2 separate regions of the Sus scrofa genome follow, and region 2 is linked to region 1. A link is a contact called in public Hi-C data. All regions are on one chromosome and are shown on one strand. Each heading gives the region's core, a stretch centred on a gene start, on an enhancer-like site or on the middle of the called end of the contact. The rest is flanking DNA. Distances are from core to core; before and after follow the strand shown. Region 1 overlaps ADGRL2 (adhesion G protein-coupled receptor L2). Region 2 overlaps ADGRL2 (adhesion G protein-coupled receptor L2).

The links. A called contact is a pair of places that touch in the nucleus more often than the background predicts.
Region 2: a Hi-C map of epiblast stem cells shows a contact between it and region 1, with 1.9 times the contacts expected there. The contact joins two enhancer-like sites. A contact is called at or near these places in 3 of 47 Hi-C or Micro-C datasets (epiblast stem cells, fetal heart ventricle and heart right ventricle).

What each region holds. Positions count from the first base shown.
Region 1 is chr6:131,934,227-131,941,721 of Sscrofa11.1, reverse strand. All of the region lies in intron 6 of ADGRL2 (adhesion G protein-coupled receptor L2), which reads left to right. Among named protein-coding and RNA genes, the nearest start is that of ADGRL2, 430 kb to the left of the region's middle. Within about 2 kb of position 5,006, at least 1 of the 83 cell types and tissues checked has an H3K27ac peak or open chromatin away from gene starts, as enhancers often do. A contact at or near this core is called in epiblast stem cells, where this site is marked.
Region 2 is chr6:132,243,774-132,250,411 of Sscrofa11.1, reverse strand. The region is part of intron 3 of ADGRL2 (adhesion G protein-coupled receptor L2); the gene reads left to right. Among named protein-coding and RNA genes, the nearest start is that of ADGRL2, 120 kb to the left of the region's middle. Within about 2 kb of position 3,326, at least 11 of the 83 cell types and tissues checked have an H3K27ac peak or open chromatin away from gene starts, as enhancers often do. A contact at or near this core is called in epiblast stem cells, where this site is marked.

The DNA of each region.
Region 1 (7,495 bases), core at 3,757-6,256:
GTCCTTGGCCTATTTTTTCCTGGTTTATATTTCTAACATCGTGGATCCTTCAGATTGTGATTTTAACCACACAGGACAATACAATTTTAGTGTTTCCTGACTTGAGTTAGCATTTCCCTGAATAGGAAAGTCATGATTTCCTCTATCAAGATATTTTATCTTTGAACAGTCTGACGAGAAGAGATTCTGTTTTTAAACAGAAATAAACTTCATTACATCCTAATTTAGTCTCTTTGGGCCATTTGGAATAAAGCTAATCTTTCTTTCCTATAATAAATTTTTAACTCAAAAAAATATAGGTAATATTTTTATGTAATTAGGATTAAGATTAGGGTAGTCCTAGTAAAGAAGATCTGGACTATTAAAAGAAGTAGATAAATGAAGAAAATAGCCATATTTGAGTACTGAAAACAACCACATTTTAAATTTTGATATATCTATTTTGAGAGGTTTTACTGTAAATAATTTTTATTCTCTGTTATTTTATATAATTTTATCAATATAAATATACCCATACAAAACAATTTAGTTTCCATCTATATGGGGGAAAATCTGCTGTAGAGGATAAGTGGGCAGCACTGGAGAAAGACTGGGGTTCAAATTCAAGCATTATCACTTGCTAGTGTTCATTGCCTTGGTTATGCTACTTTCTCTTCCTCAGCCTCAATTTTCTAATCTATAACTAGAACCTACTTCTTGGGGTTGTGGCTAGCATTCACTAATATAAAATGATTAGCACAGGAAACAACCTAAATGTCCATTGACAGAGGAGTGATCAAGATGATGTGACATATACACAATGGAATATTACTCAGCCATTAAAAGGAATGAAATGCTGGCATTTTTAGCAACAGGGATGGACCTAGAAATTATCATGCCAAGTGAAGTCAGCCATACAGTAAAACACCAACATCAAATTTCTTCACTGACATGTAGAATCTGAAAAAAGGACAGATTGAACTTCTTTGCAGAACAGATGCTGACTCACAGACATTGAAAAACTTATGGTCTCTGGAGGAGACAGTTTGGGAGGTGAGGGGATGTGCTTGGGTTATGGGATGGAAATCCTGCGAAACTGGATTGTTATGATCGTTATACAACTACAGATGTAATAAATTCATTTGAGTAATAAAAAAGAACAAAAAGCAAAAGAAAAAAATTCAAAAAAAATGATTAGCACAGTGCCTAGAGAATAATAAATGATGAAAAATGAATCAAATTATTATGTTTATACAATTTAGATATTGCTATCAAATCAGGCTAAAGTTCCTCTGTCCTTTCAGCCTTTTCTCATAGGAGATTATTTTAAGTCCCTTTACCATTGCAAGCTGCTAAATACTGAAAGTTTTCTAATCTTTTCTTCATATCTGCCTTAAAATTTTGCTCTCAGAACTGAGCATGATAATCTGAACAGCTCAAAACTAGAGTTGGATTATGTCCCCCATTGTCCTATGTACTTCTTACATTTAATAATGCAGCCACATTATCTCTTCTTCATCTTTTGCTTTCTCCTTCTTTGCTTTCCTCTCCTCCTCCTTTTCTTTCTCCTACTCCTCACCCTTCTTGTAACCATATTATGCCATTAATTCACTGCCAGGCAAAGCTCCTCTTTTTTTCCCATGAGTACTATTACTAAGTCACATAACCCTCAAATAGAATTTAGACAGTTAGTGTTTTGATCCCAAGGCAGGATCTCATAATTATTCCAACCAAATTATATACCGTTAGATTTTGTTCATCTTTTAGTTTTGAAGAATTTCAGATCCTGATCTTGTAATCCAATGCATTTACTCACCTTCCTTATCTCATGTAACTAATTTTTAATAGGAATGCCTTCTTATAGTTTTATCTCAGTCATTGATAAATATGTTTCTCATCAGACAAGGCCAGAGACAAAGGCCTTGATAAACCTTCCTCTGGGCTGACACAGATTCACGAAAATTGCCATTGGGTGCAATCATTCAGCCAGCTATAAAAACACATAGTAGTACTATCCCTAAACCTGTATTTTTCTATCTGACCCACAAGGATATAAAGAAAGACTTTATTAAATGACTTTCTAGGATCCAGGTATCTATATATAGTGCCTTGATTTACTGGTTTATTAACTTTATAGAACATATAAAATTGGGCTGAATAGCTTGTTCTTGTTGAATTTACGTGTTTTCCTAATAACCAATTTTTTTTAAATGCTCACAAAATTGTCTTTTATAAGTATAATCTAGGCTATTCTCCCTGATGTAACATCAGTTTCGTGGATCTGAATTTTGCGGACTCTGCCATTTTTTGAACATAAAGTATTCTTCTCTTATCCCCTCTACTCTCTTTTCTCAAAAGGTAATCAGCTAAATATGCCATTTCATTTAGAAGTCTCTGGTAACAATTCAGAGAGGTCAAGAGACATACTGTCAATAGACTCGTCAGGGTCTCATAGGTGAAGCACTCAGACCGCGGACTTAACTATCTTGGCTCAAATCCTAGCTTTATACTTCTTTAGTTGTAGGATCTGGGACAAAGTATTCACCCTGATATAATGCATACTTTATGGAGTGGCTGTGATGATTTAATAAGTGAATGCATATAAATACTGAGTATATGACACCTCCTAGGTACTCAACATTATCTGTGTTATCAGCCCATTGTCCATTTTGTTTTTCCATTTTTAGCCAGTGGCTAGTGGTCTGACTTCATTCATTCAACAACTATTTCTGGAATAGTACTTGGTACATACGGGTCCTTGGAATACTGTTCTGAACAAACCCGAGTCCCTGTACTCACAGAGCTTACATCCTAATGCAGAAGATAGTGATTGCCTAAGTATGTAAAATAATGGCGGTCGGGCAGTGATTAGAGGAATGAAAAGTTTAAGGATTAGAGAATGTCAGAGAGCATAGTTTTATTTATTTAATTTTTAAGGAGGGCTGCGTCCACAGCATGTGGAAGTTCCTGGGCCAGGGGTCATGCCACAGCAGCAACCCAAGCCCCTGTGGTGACAACAACACAGGATTCTTAACCCACTGCACCACCAGGGAACTCCTCAGAGAGAATTATTTTAGAAAGCGTGGTCAGGGTTCTCTGTGAAGAGGTGACATGTAAGCAGAGATATGCATGAACCAGCAGGGAAGGAATATAAAGGAATAAAGACATTTTGCTTTCTACTTTTCATGAATGAATTTTATGGTTTCAGATTTTTAAAATGGGTCTGCTCCTGTATGGATTTTCTTCCTCCTGTCATGATAAGGATATCATTTTTGTTTCTCTTTAGTATCTTTCACAAGTCCCAGCTCATTTTGTGCTTTAGTCTTACTGATGATATTTTTATAGGTCTATGCTACCTTCACATATCTGTGCTTGATTAGGGGTCTCCTTTAACCATCTTTTGCACATGCTGTTTGAAATTCAGAGCTTGTCAGTAGGTCCCTCTGCATCACACTGGTTTCTTTAGTTTCCTCCCCATTTTCTTGCTCATTAGAATCATTTGTGTTTGCATAGGCAGAACACTGCTTAAATCAAACTCCAAGAGTGCATGGTTGCTTTTCCTCAAGGTTCCAATCATTTCCATTTTACCTACTGGTTTCTGTCAGAATTGGGTTCAGAGTGGGAGTTCCCCTTACTGCTTACTCTGCCTTCTGGGAAATGAAATTATCAGCAAGGCCAGTCAAGAAATTGTCAGTGTTTTGCTTTCCGAGGAATGAGAATTTCTGCCGATAATTCAAGACTGAAGTCCCTAACACTAAGATATGTTGCTGCCCTGATAATCTTGTGATCTGCACTAGAAAAGCATCCTTCTGGCCAGGAAGTCTATAATGCAGCCACATAATGTTATCATTTCTCTGTGTCTCTCATTTTAGATTCATCTAGATTTTCTCCAGTATTCCTCCACCCACTTGACTTTACATGTAGGTTCCTAGCTTCTAACAGCAAGAACTAGTCACCTACTTTTCAATCAGCATGGTCTAATTAGAATTTAAAATAGATTGGATTAAAAGTTTAATTGTTTTATGATCAAATTTTATGCCCAGGAAACCAGGATGTTTCCATACAACTTTGTATTAACAAGCAGCATGAAACCCTAGAAAACTTTAGAATAGAAGGTGGATTCTGTTCTTGACAAAGCCATATTCTAGCTTGCAGATTCATCGTGTGTCAGAACTCAAGGGCCCTGAACTTAAAGATGAAAGATCTGGACCCTCTGCTTTTATCTGGACCTTCTGCTTTTACCAGCAAGCAAATGGTGACCTAAAAAGGTTAGCTGACTTTCCAATAGTCTCACAGCTAGTTAGAGATAGTGATTGCAAGAAAGTTTATTTTTTTCTTTAGGCCAGTAAATTTCACTCCTACCATGTTACTTACAGGATTAATAGCCCACAGCCTTACCTCCCCTTCTGTGAAATTCAAATAATAATATCCACTGCCCTTCCCACCTCTCAGAGTTGTTGTGAGAAAGAAAGGAGATAACAGGTGTGCAATAAAAGTGGTTGTGTAAGGCAGTATTATTATGATAATGCTTTTAATGATTTAATCTGGAGGGTTCGCTGGGCTTTTTTAACTGCTTGTTTAAGTGATTTGCATTTTAAATTTAAACCTGTGGTGAAATGTGCATACTTTGTTAAAGAGTTACAATAAACTGGAGGCTGCATTCTACAGGAAAAAGAGCCAGGGTTTTGGCATCCCTGAGATGGTAATCTTTATTTCCTTATTCAAGGGATACATGACAACGCAGCCTCTTAACTTCTCTGATTTTAGTTTCCCCATCTGTTGAAGGCTGAGCATTCCTATTTTTTTTACAGTTCTGAGAATTGATACAGAAAGGCTCAGTATCAGTGGTTGTTTTTGTTTTATTTTTATTTGATTTTTTGTTTGGTTTGTTTTCTCTTCCCTCAGACTGCGAGCTTCTTGATAGCAGACACTATTTATTTATCCTTGTATTCCTAGGGTCTGGCACTCAATAGTTACACAGTATGTTTGTTAAATGAATCATTTACCAAGGTGAACGACACAGAGTGGGTCTGAGGGTGGCAGCATTTTGTAAGTCAATGTTTTTTCAACTCTACTCCTAGGAACACAGCATTGAGTTTTGTGCAGGTACTTCGAGAGCTGGTAAAAACGGTGATGTGGGCGTAACTGAGAATGAGCTCTTGGCCTTTATCTTGCTTTAATCAGAGCAGACATGCTTATTTATTATTAATATGTTAGGCGCTACATAAGATTATTTTCAGAGGAAAAAGTTTTCCAGCTAAAAGAAAATTAAAATAAGATAGTAAGGCTTTAGAGTCTTAAAGACACATCTTCCAATACTTCTTTTACCGTGAGAAGTAACCTTTACTTTCCCAGAGAAACAAAGTTAACCTTTCTTTGTCATGATTTTTGCATATATCATAGGACGTACAGCATTTTAGATTGGTTACAGATGGGTAGAAAGACATTACATTCACACTTGCCATTTCCCCAATGTATTTAGCCAATAATACCAAAGTGGATTCTACCTGGACCCAGGTGGCTGCTTGTTTCAGAACAGATGCATGCAGACCCAGCATACCTTGGCTTGGCTTTCTGCCTCCTTGGCTTCTCTATGGGCCACACAGCTGCCAGGGACACTACTGCCAGAGTTGAAAAATACACTTTTTAAACTCAAACTGGCCACTCTGGAAGAATTTATACTCACGGTCTAGGCATTTCCATGTAAGAAAATGCTTACAGACATCAGGCTTTCCCCATTCTAGAACAAAATTAGCCCAAGCAAGAAAACCTCCTCTAGGCAGAATGGGGAGGAACTGGCAAAGTCAGGACCAGGGGTGCCTGAAGAGTTTCTCTGTCTCAAGCTTCCTGTGTTCCTGTCTCCCTTAAAGTTTATCTGGAGAATGAAATAAAGTATGAGTAACACTAAAATATTTAGTAATGTGTAAATTGCTGGGCTTGGGCACCAATACATCAGAACAGATGTTGGCCATAAACTACCAGCAAGCCTTGCCAGGGCTCACCAGCTGAATGCTGGCTCTAAAATGAAGTAACATTAAAATGTCTTCATGATATCCGACACATAGATAGTGCTTGATTACTATTCATCCACTAGACTGCTCCCTGCCCCACCCCTGTCTCTTAAGCAAAATCCAGTAAAAACTAACAACAAAAAAAGACAAGTCCACAAAGATGTATCCCAAAATCCCTGGGAGGTCAAGCTTATTATCTTATTAGTAGTACCATACATTATTAATACTGAAATTTATTCTGTGGTCTAGAGTGAAATGGATATATATTTTTTATTTTCTTTCTCTCTTTTTTTTTTTTTCTTTTTAGGGCCACACCCATGGCATATGGAAGTCCCTGGGCTAGGGGTCGAATTAGAACTTCAGCTGCCGGCCTACACCACAGCAATGCCAGATCCGAGCCACATCTGCAACCTATGCCTCAGCATGTCAGCAATGCTGGATTCTTATCCCACTAGTGATGCCAGGGATTAAACCTACATCCTCATGGACACTATGTTGGATTTTTAATCCATTGAGCCACAACGGGAACTCCAAAATGGATATGTTTTTTTCAAAATTAATTGTAAACTATTCCCTGAATTAGAGCCCAGCAGATAAATTATGGCTTAACTTCTTAGTTATATCTTAAATATAACTAAAAGGGCCATTGTCTCCCTTCTGGGTTTCTTTTTTTTTTTTTTTTTTTTTTTGCTAAGAAGGTTAATTCCTTAAATTTTCTTATGTTCTGTCAGTTGCTTTAAGGAAATGTTTTCCAGGGGTTGGCAGTGGAAATGGAGCCCACTCTATGAAAAACCACTTGTATCTTTGTCTTCATTCCCCTAAGTCCTTCCAGAAATTTTGATGCCCTCCTCCAATTAAGAATCTGCCAGGGAGTTCTCTTGTGGGACAGTGGGTTAAGGATGTGGCTTTGTCACTGTGGTGGCTTAGGTAGCTGCTGTGGTGCAGTTTCCACCCTCGGCCCAGGAATTTTCATGTGCTTCAGGTGAAGCCAAAAAAAAAAAAAAAAAAAAGTATAAAAATCTACCCGAAAGAGCCTTTGGAAGTGTGCATAGGATACACTAGGTAACATAGCTCAGAGAAAAGCAAAACTAGCCTTTGGGAGGTTTTGTTGCTGTTACTGGAAGGAAAGCTGTATAGCAGAGGTAAAACTGGATTATATCAACTCATTAGTGGAGATCACAGGGTGGAGGGATGAACCAGAAGTAGAGAAGGGATGCAAGGACATTTATTCAGGGTTCTCTCTGGTCTTAGCATCAGGTCATGCATTTGCTGAGTGCTGGGACTCTTAGAACAGCTCTTCTCTTTATGTGGCTGCCAGAAAGACTAAAAGCAAATCTAAGGCGGAGTTCCCATTATGGTTCAGTAGAAATGAACCTGACTAGTATCCATGAGGATTCGGGTTCAATTCCTGGTCTCTCTCAGTAGGTTAAGGATCTGGTGTTGCCGTGAGTTGTGGCGTAGGCTCTAGCTGCAGCTCCAATTCAGCCCCTAGCCTGGGAACTTCC
Region 2 (6,638 bases), core at 2,077-4,576, 310 kb before region 1:
CTGAACATCTGAACCACCTACCCAGGACTGCAGATGGCACAAAAATTTGGAACATACAGTTTTGAAACCTACTATCTATATCTGTGAACTATCCATAATGCATTTCAAAAGCAACTTTTTCTACAACGAACCACTCTTCTTGGTAGTGAGATCTGTTTGCGAACCTGACTTCTTGGTTCCAATACTTTGTAGTGAATAATTGTGAGAGACTATATAGTTAATTGTATTTTTATCTGGAGGCTGCTGTTTTGGTTTTGTTTTTATGCAATAGATATTTGCACTCTGATAGTAGATAAACATTCTCTTATCGTTTAAAGAAAAATGTATACACAATTCTCAGAAAGTGCTAAGGAGCCATGCCTAATCTACATAATTTCATAATTTGCGGAAGGAGGAAGAGGGTGCAAATACAGTCTAAGTCTGTTTCAGAAATATCCCTTATCCTTATATCAGGAGTCTGGCCAGATTTCAGCCTGTTAACAGTTTGTTGCCAGTCCTAAAAAAACATGATCCTCACTCCTGCTATTTAATATCAGCTGCAGTAAAGAATGCACTAAATATCTTTTTCGTTCAGCTGTGCCCTGGTCTATACCTACAGGACTCTTCAATCTCTTTCTTAAAACGATGGTTTCCATATACCACACAGGGCAGGCACCCCAGATGTTCTTCCTTGTTCACAATAAAATGAGAAAAATAAGGATTATGGAATTATCCACAAATAGAAGTGGAGCAAACCTGTATTGAATAGCTCACAAGTACCAGGCAATGTTTCAGGTAGTGGAGGAAAAGAGAGAAACAGAGGATATGAAGCCCTCGACCTCGTGGATTTTACATTGTAATGAGGATATACTGTCAGGTGGTAGGGCGTACAGACAGCGATTACAGCAAAGTAAGAAAGTGGAGAGGAAGGCAGGTGGGGAAAGAGAGGGTTTGCCAGCATGGAGCCCTGGGAGGGGGGCTTTAAACGCTGTGGTTAGAGAAATCTTACGCCTCGCACTGGAATCTGAGTGGAGGGCTCTGCCAGGGTCCCAGAGAATAGATTTCCAGTCAGAGGAACAGCAGACGCAAAGGCACTGTGGTGGGATGGGACTTGGCGTGTTGCAGGAACTGGCTGATTCTGAAGGCCTTTTGTGGCATGTCGGGGTACAAGCTGCCTGTTCTTCATTCTTAAAAGCCCTGTCTTGTATTCTAAGATTACAGCTTTTCTCCTTCCTCTCACCCCCCACTGATGTTAACATGTCCTTTCTTTTAAGAAATGATGTCAGATTTCAAAGTAAGTTTTTTTGGTTTGTTTTTTTTTTTGTTGTTGTTGTTTTAAATAGCGTAACTTGGCAATATAAACTGTTGGCACCCTTATGTTCGCTTTTTTCCTCCCAACCTAATTCATGAAATACAAAACTCTGGCTTTGGAGAATGTGTGCTGAAAGTGCCAAATCTCCCTCTGTGTCCATGAACCCCCTCCTCAGTGTTTGTTTTATTTTGCTAATTTTTGGTACTCACTTCTTATTTCCCAGGGTTTTCCAAAAGGAAAAGAAACACTATGCTCCCCAAATCCATGTTGTCTGTTTGGTTGATTTTGTTTTAACATGAAAAAGTGGTAGTCAAATGTATCCCTGATTCTTTACTAAAACAGCATGTCAGCAGAACAGGTACGGGAAATGGGGCCCTTCCAAGATCTTTTATAGTCTGACATCAAAATTAAATTGGGATGTTGAGAACATCTGGGCCTCTCCCCCTTCTCCATCTCCCTCCAGGATTTCCAAGGGATATCCGTGTTTGTTTTGTGTTTGTGTTTTGGGAAAAAGATGGGGAGTCTCGGAGCTGCTGCTTTTTTTCTTTTTTTCCTTCCTTTAAGGTAAAAAGAGAAAACCAGATATTTTCAAGGGAATTGACTAGTAGTGGCCAGTATAACAAAGAAACCCCACTAAGCCTAACCACAACCTGACAGAATGAAAAGTGATTCCAGAGCTGCCACTCACCACAAATCCCCATGAAACATGCCAGGAAACCAGCTGAAAGCAAGAGAGAGGCTGCTTCTCAAGGGCCACAAGTGTGGCCCCCGAGAGTCTTCTGGTCCTATTCAAATTCAAAGTTGTAAAGTGGGGGAGGGTTGGAAACTGGAGACCAAGAATTAGCAGCCCTGTGATCACTTTCAGGGTTATGATAGAACTGATTTAAAATGCAAAACCGCATCCCTTTGTAAACACGGAGGCCTTGGAGAAATAGGATTTCATTTGGTGATTTTCCATTTTAGGATTTAAATGGGGATGGGAAGAAAAACACTATTTATTTTTCCAGAACTGAGATTGCCTATCTTTTTTTTTTTTTTTTTTTTTTTTTTGTAGGATAAGTAAATGTAGACTGTTATATTACTTCTTTGGGCTTCAATGCTAATAAGGCATACTTCCCACAGAATCTGACAGAGAGATGAATACCTTGCCCTGCTAATGGTTAATTTGTAGTGGCATGTGTATTTCTTGACTGTTCATGAAGTTTTCTAATTCATCAGCACACAATTGGGCTTTTTTCCTCCCTTAACACAGAATGAAATGCCAAGAGGGCAAGAGGTTCGGGAATGTTGTATTATTCCCTGAGCCAGTGTATTTACTACCCAAAAGTGATTGCTAATTTTTTTTTTTTTTTCTACCTCAGGAACAAAATTGTTCTTCAGCAAATAATTTAGTACTGACCACACTTTAAAATGTTTATTACTGTTGAATCTGTCACAGATTGCATCAAGCCACAGAGATGCTAATCTATCTTATGTATTTGAAACTCCTCTGGGAAACATATATTTGGGCTTACTGCTGAGTGAACATGACTGTTAGGATTATAGAGACCATACACAGTGAAGAAAAGCAGCATCGCTTTTCTGACTGGAAAGTAAACAATAGGGCGATTGTCGGCTTACACATTGGGGCCAACCGCCCTACTGCTGAGGAGCTGTATGTAAAACCAAGATCAGCAAGCAGTCTTGATGTTTTCTTCTTGGAGTTGGATGTTGTCAAGGATTCAGATGAGCCACCCCAGTGAGTATGCAGGAAACAAAACAGGATATTCTTGTTTGAGGACTGCTTTCTGTAATTATGTTGATTTTTTATGCAACACTTGAACTTTTAAAAACTCAAGGATGCAGAAGAAGTACTCTAGAGAAGACTAAATGATTGGGATTTTGTCTTAAGTGAAATGTTAGCGTGCGTCCTTAACAAAATTAACTTGTTTGTATTTTGAGTGGGTCTATGAATTAAGTATACTTAGACCATGCCTGTTTTGTCTCCGCACCCCACCTCCCACCCCCATTTTCAAACAGGAAGTCAAGTTGTCTTTGGAACATCATATTTCCTGCTTGGAAAAGGCCCTGGATTGTGTAATAGTCTGACAGGAAAGTTTCAAGAGTACCAGGAGTTTCCCATGGAAGCCTTGAGGGGGTGGAAATTTGCAGCAGCATCTATGAAGTTCTTTCCTTTGAGCTATCAAGAGCTGTTCCATTTTTGAGTATAAGTCTTCAGAATGGAAACAACTCAATTAAGCCGTAAATACCCTAAGGAAAAAAACTTCTTTGGAAATGGGCTTGCTTGGCGAATTGTACTTTTATCTGTCCTTTCTTGCTGAGGAAGGCACATCTGGCTCAGGGACTAGCTGCCTTGCTATCACGCTGCAGACATCCGGTTACTCCTTTCCCATCCGAATATCAGTTCTATGTATTAGACAAGGGATGTACATATTTGGATGCCGAGAAATTTGATTTCGTAGCAATGATTTGCCTTTTAATTTAACAAAATTACTTCATGCTCCTTTTCTTTAATCGAAATGCCGTGCAATTTCTTATTTGCACTTGAATAATTCTCCTAATTTTACAACACAATGAAAGGATTATACATTAGCACAGGTCAATCTCTTCCACATCCTCCTTATTTTTTTCTTAAGATTCCAATCCATAAAAGGTCATAGACGACATAATAATTCTGGCTCAAGGACACCACAAGATTCCCTGGCAAAAGCACTCCAGCTGGGCAGTCATATTCCAATGGCAGTGTGCCCTGAGTTTTAACCACTCTGGTTCAATGGAGAAAATCAAAGTAAGCTAATCGGCAGCTCCCAAGTTTAGCAGGGGTACCCTTGGAAAGCTGATCTCTCTCTAGGGGTAAGACTATATAGGGTGGAATTTAAAAGGGTGCTTAGGGGTCAGTCTGTGTGGATTTGAATTCAGATTCTACCATTTGGCCAGAAAATTGCATAACACTTCTTTCTTGGTGTTACCATGCTGTAAAATGAAGACAGAATTGTTCCAATTGTTCATTGCTGCATAACAAAACATCACCAAATTTAGTGGTTCAAAACAACCATTCTATTATTATATCTCGCTTTTCCTTGGATGGTCTAGGCTCCTTTGGGTGGTTCTCACTTGAGGTTTGTCATTCCAGTGCAGTTAGATAGCAGCTGGAGTCATTGGGGGCTGGCCATTCAACACTGTCTCTTTTGCATGCTGATTACAGGCTATGAACTCACTCGGGGTTCAGTTTACACCTGACTTCTCTTTGGGGTTTGGGCTTTCCCACTGCATGGAGGCCTGAGTCTGACTTCTTACCTGGCAGATCCAGGCTCTAGGAGAACAAGGCAGAAGTTGCCAGTCTACTTAAAAGCTAGCCTCAGACCTAGTCTATTGTCTCTTCTACCACATTCTACTCATTAAGCAAGGCACCAAGGCCAGCTCAGATTTCAAAAGGAGCTAAATTCAAGCCCACCTCTCAATTTGAGGAATAGCTAATAATTTGCTGCCATCTCCAGTCCACCATAAATACAATATCTATCACATAGAGTTTAAATGTGAGAATTCAATGAATTAATCTACGTAATGTGCTTAGACCAGTGTCTGACACTTCTGATATGTTTTCAATAAAATTTGTTATTATTATTTTCCTTACCCCATTTTATTTTTCTTCATAGCATTTATCATTATTTAACCTTACCTGTAATTATGATTGCAGGTATTTTCTTATTTTTTCTCTCTCTCATTCAAACATAAACATTTCATGTTTTCTCGGCACCTAGAAAAATGTCTGTATATAGTAAGAGTACCATCAATATTTGCTGCATTAAAGAGTGGATAAGTGAATGAACCCCTAGTGAATATAGAACTGGAGAAAACAAAATATTTCAGATGTTTGGTTGTGGAAAACAGAAGTTCAGTTGGGACTGGGGAAGGATTATGAGCAGAAAAGCTGACATTCTAATTTATTTAAATATATTAAAAATTGGGGAATTCCTGTTGTGGCTCAATGGAAATGAATCTGACTAGTATCCATGAGGACGTGGGTTTGATCCCTGGCCTCACTCAGTGGGTTAAGGATCTGGCATTGTCATGAGCTCTGGTATATAGGTTGCAGATACAGCTCGAATCTGGGGGTGTTGTGGCTGTGGAATAGTCTGGCAGCTGTAGCTCCAATTTGACCCTTACCCTGGGAATTTCCATATGCCACAGGTGTGGCCCTAAAAAGCAAAAAAAAAAAAAAAAAAAGCAAAAAAAAATGCATTAAAAGTTAGAATTAATGTCATCTTTTATCTGTAGCAGTTTTTAACTAAAACTGTCCTAGGAAGTACAAAATACATAAACAAGCCTGACTTTGCCTCCAGAATAGACGACATGGGCACAAGTAGAAAGCTGCATTTTGCCACCCACAAGCCTTAGAATCTGACAGCTCTGGGTTTAAGTCCTCACTCTGCTGTTTGTTTGCTGCCTGACATGAAAGGTATTTTTAACTTCTCTGAGTTGTAAAGTCTGTAAAATCAGACTACAAAGGCACATCGCATGGGATTTATGTGAGAATTATATATAGCTGACAAAGGGTTTCAACAAAAGTACTAGATATAATTGATTAAAAAAAAAAACCCAAAATATTAATGATAAGGAAACTTTACTGACATGAATTTTGTTATACTTTACATTGGAGTGGATCGTTTTCAATTTTTTTTATTTTTCAAAAATTCCTCTTATGTTTCCAAACACATTAAAAAATATTAAACTAATATTAAGTTCTTTTTGGACAAACTCAACAGTCCATCTGTGAGTGTATTGATCCATAAATTGACCTTTCTATTCTACCAATACTTGACGCAGGAATTGAAAGAGAATATTGATAAGTTTTAACAACCATGTTAAAAATAAATGTTTACATTTATCTGGAGAAATTGTGACATCAAAGGAAGTAAACATCATGTCCAAAGAACAACTTCCTGGAATTCCCCAGCCCTCTTCTTGAGGCTATCCAAAAGTAAATTACTTAATTAACAATCGTGATTGTTGAGAGTTCAGCACATTCAAAGAATTGAGAGCTTTGGGGAATTTTAAAGAAAATTTTAAAGGAAAACCATTGCACTTTTTTTATAGGGCTCTTAGTATTTCAGAAATAATGTATTGACCAAGATGAATTGAAAAACATAAGAATTTATTTCCTCCAAACATATATTTGTATGTATAATCAATTCAAGATGAGTGATTTATAGGCACACACACAGAGAGTTATATAAGCTCACAGTGGATAAATTAGGCAGAAATTTTGTCTGTTTTCTTGTTTGGGAAAAGTTGTCATATTTCTTATGTTGAAAGACCGCTCTAGGACATGTAGAGGATGAAAGCT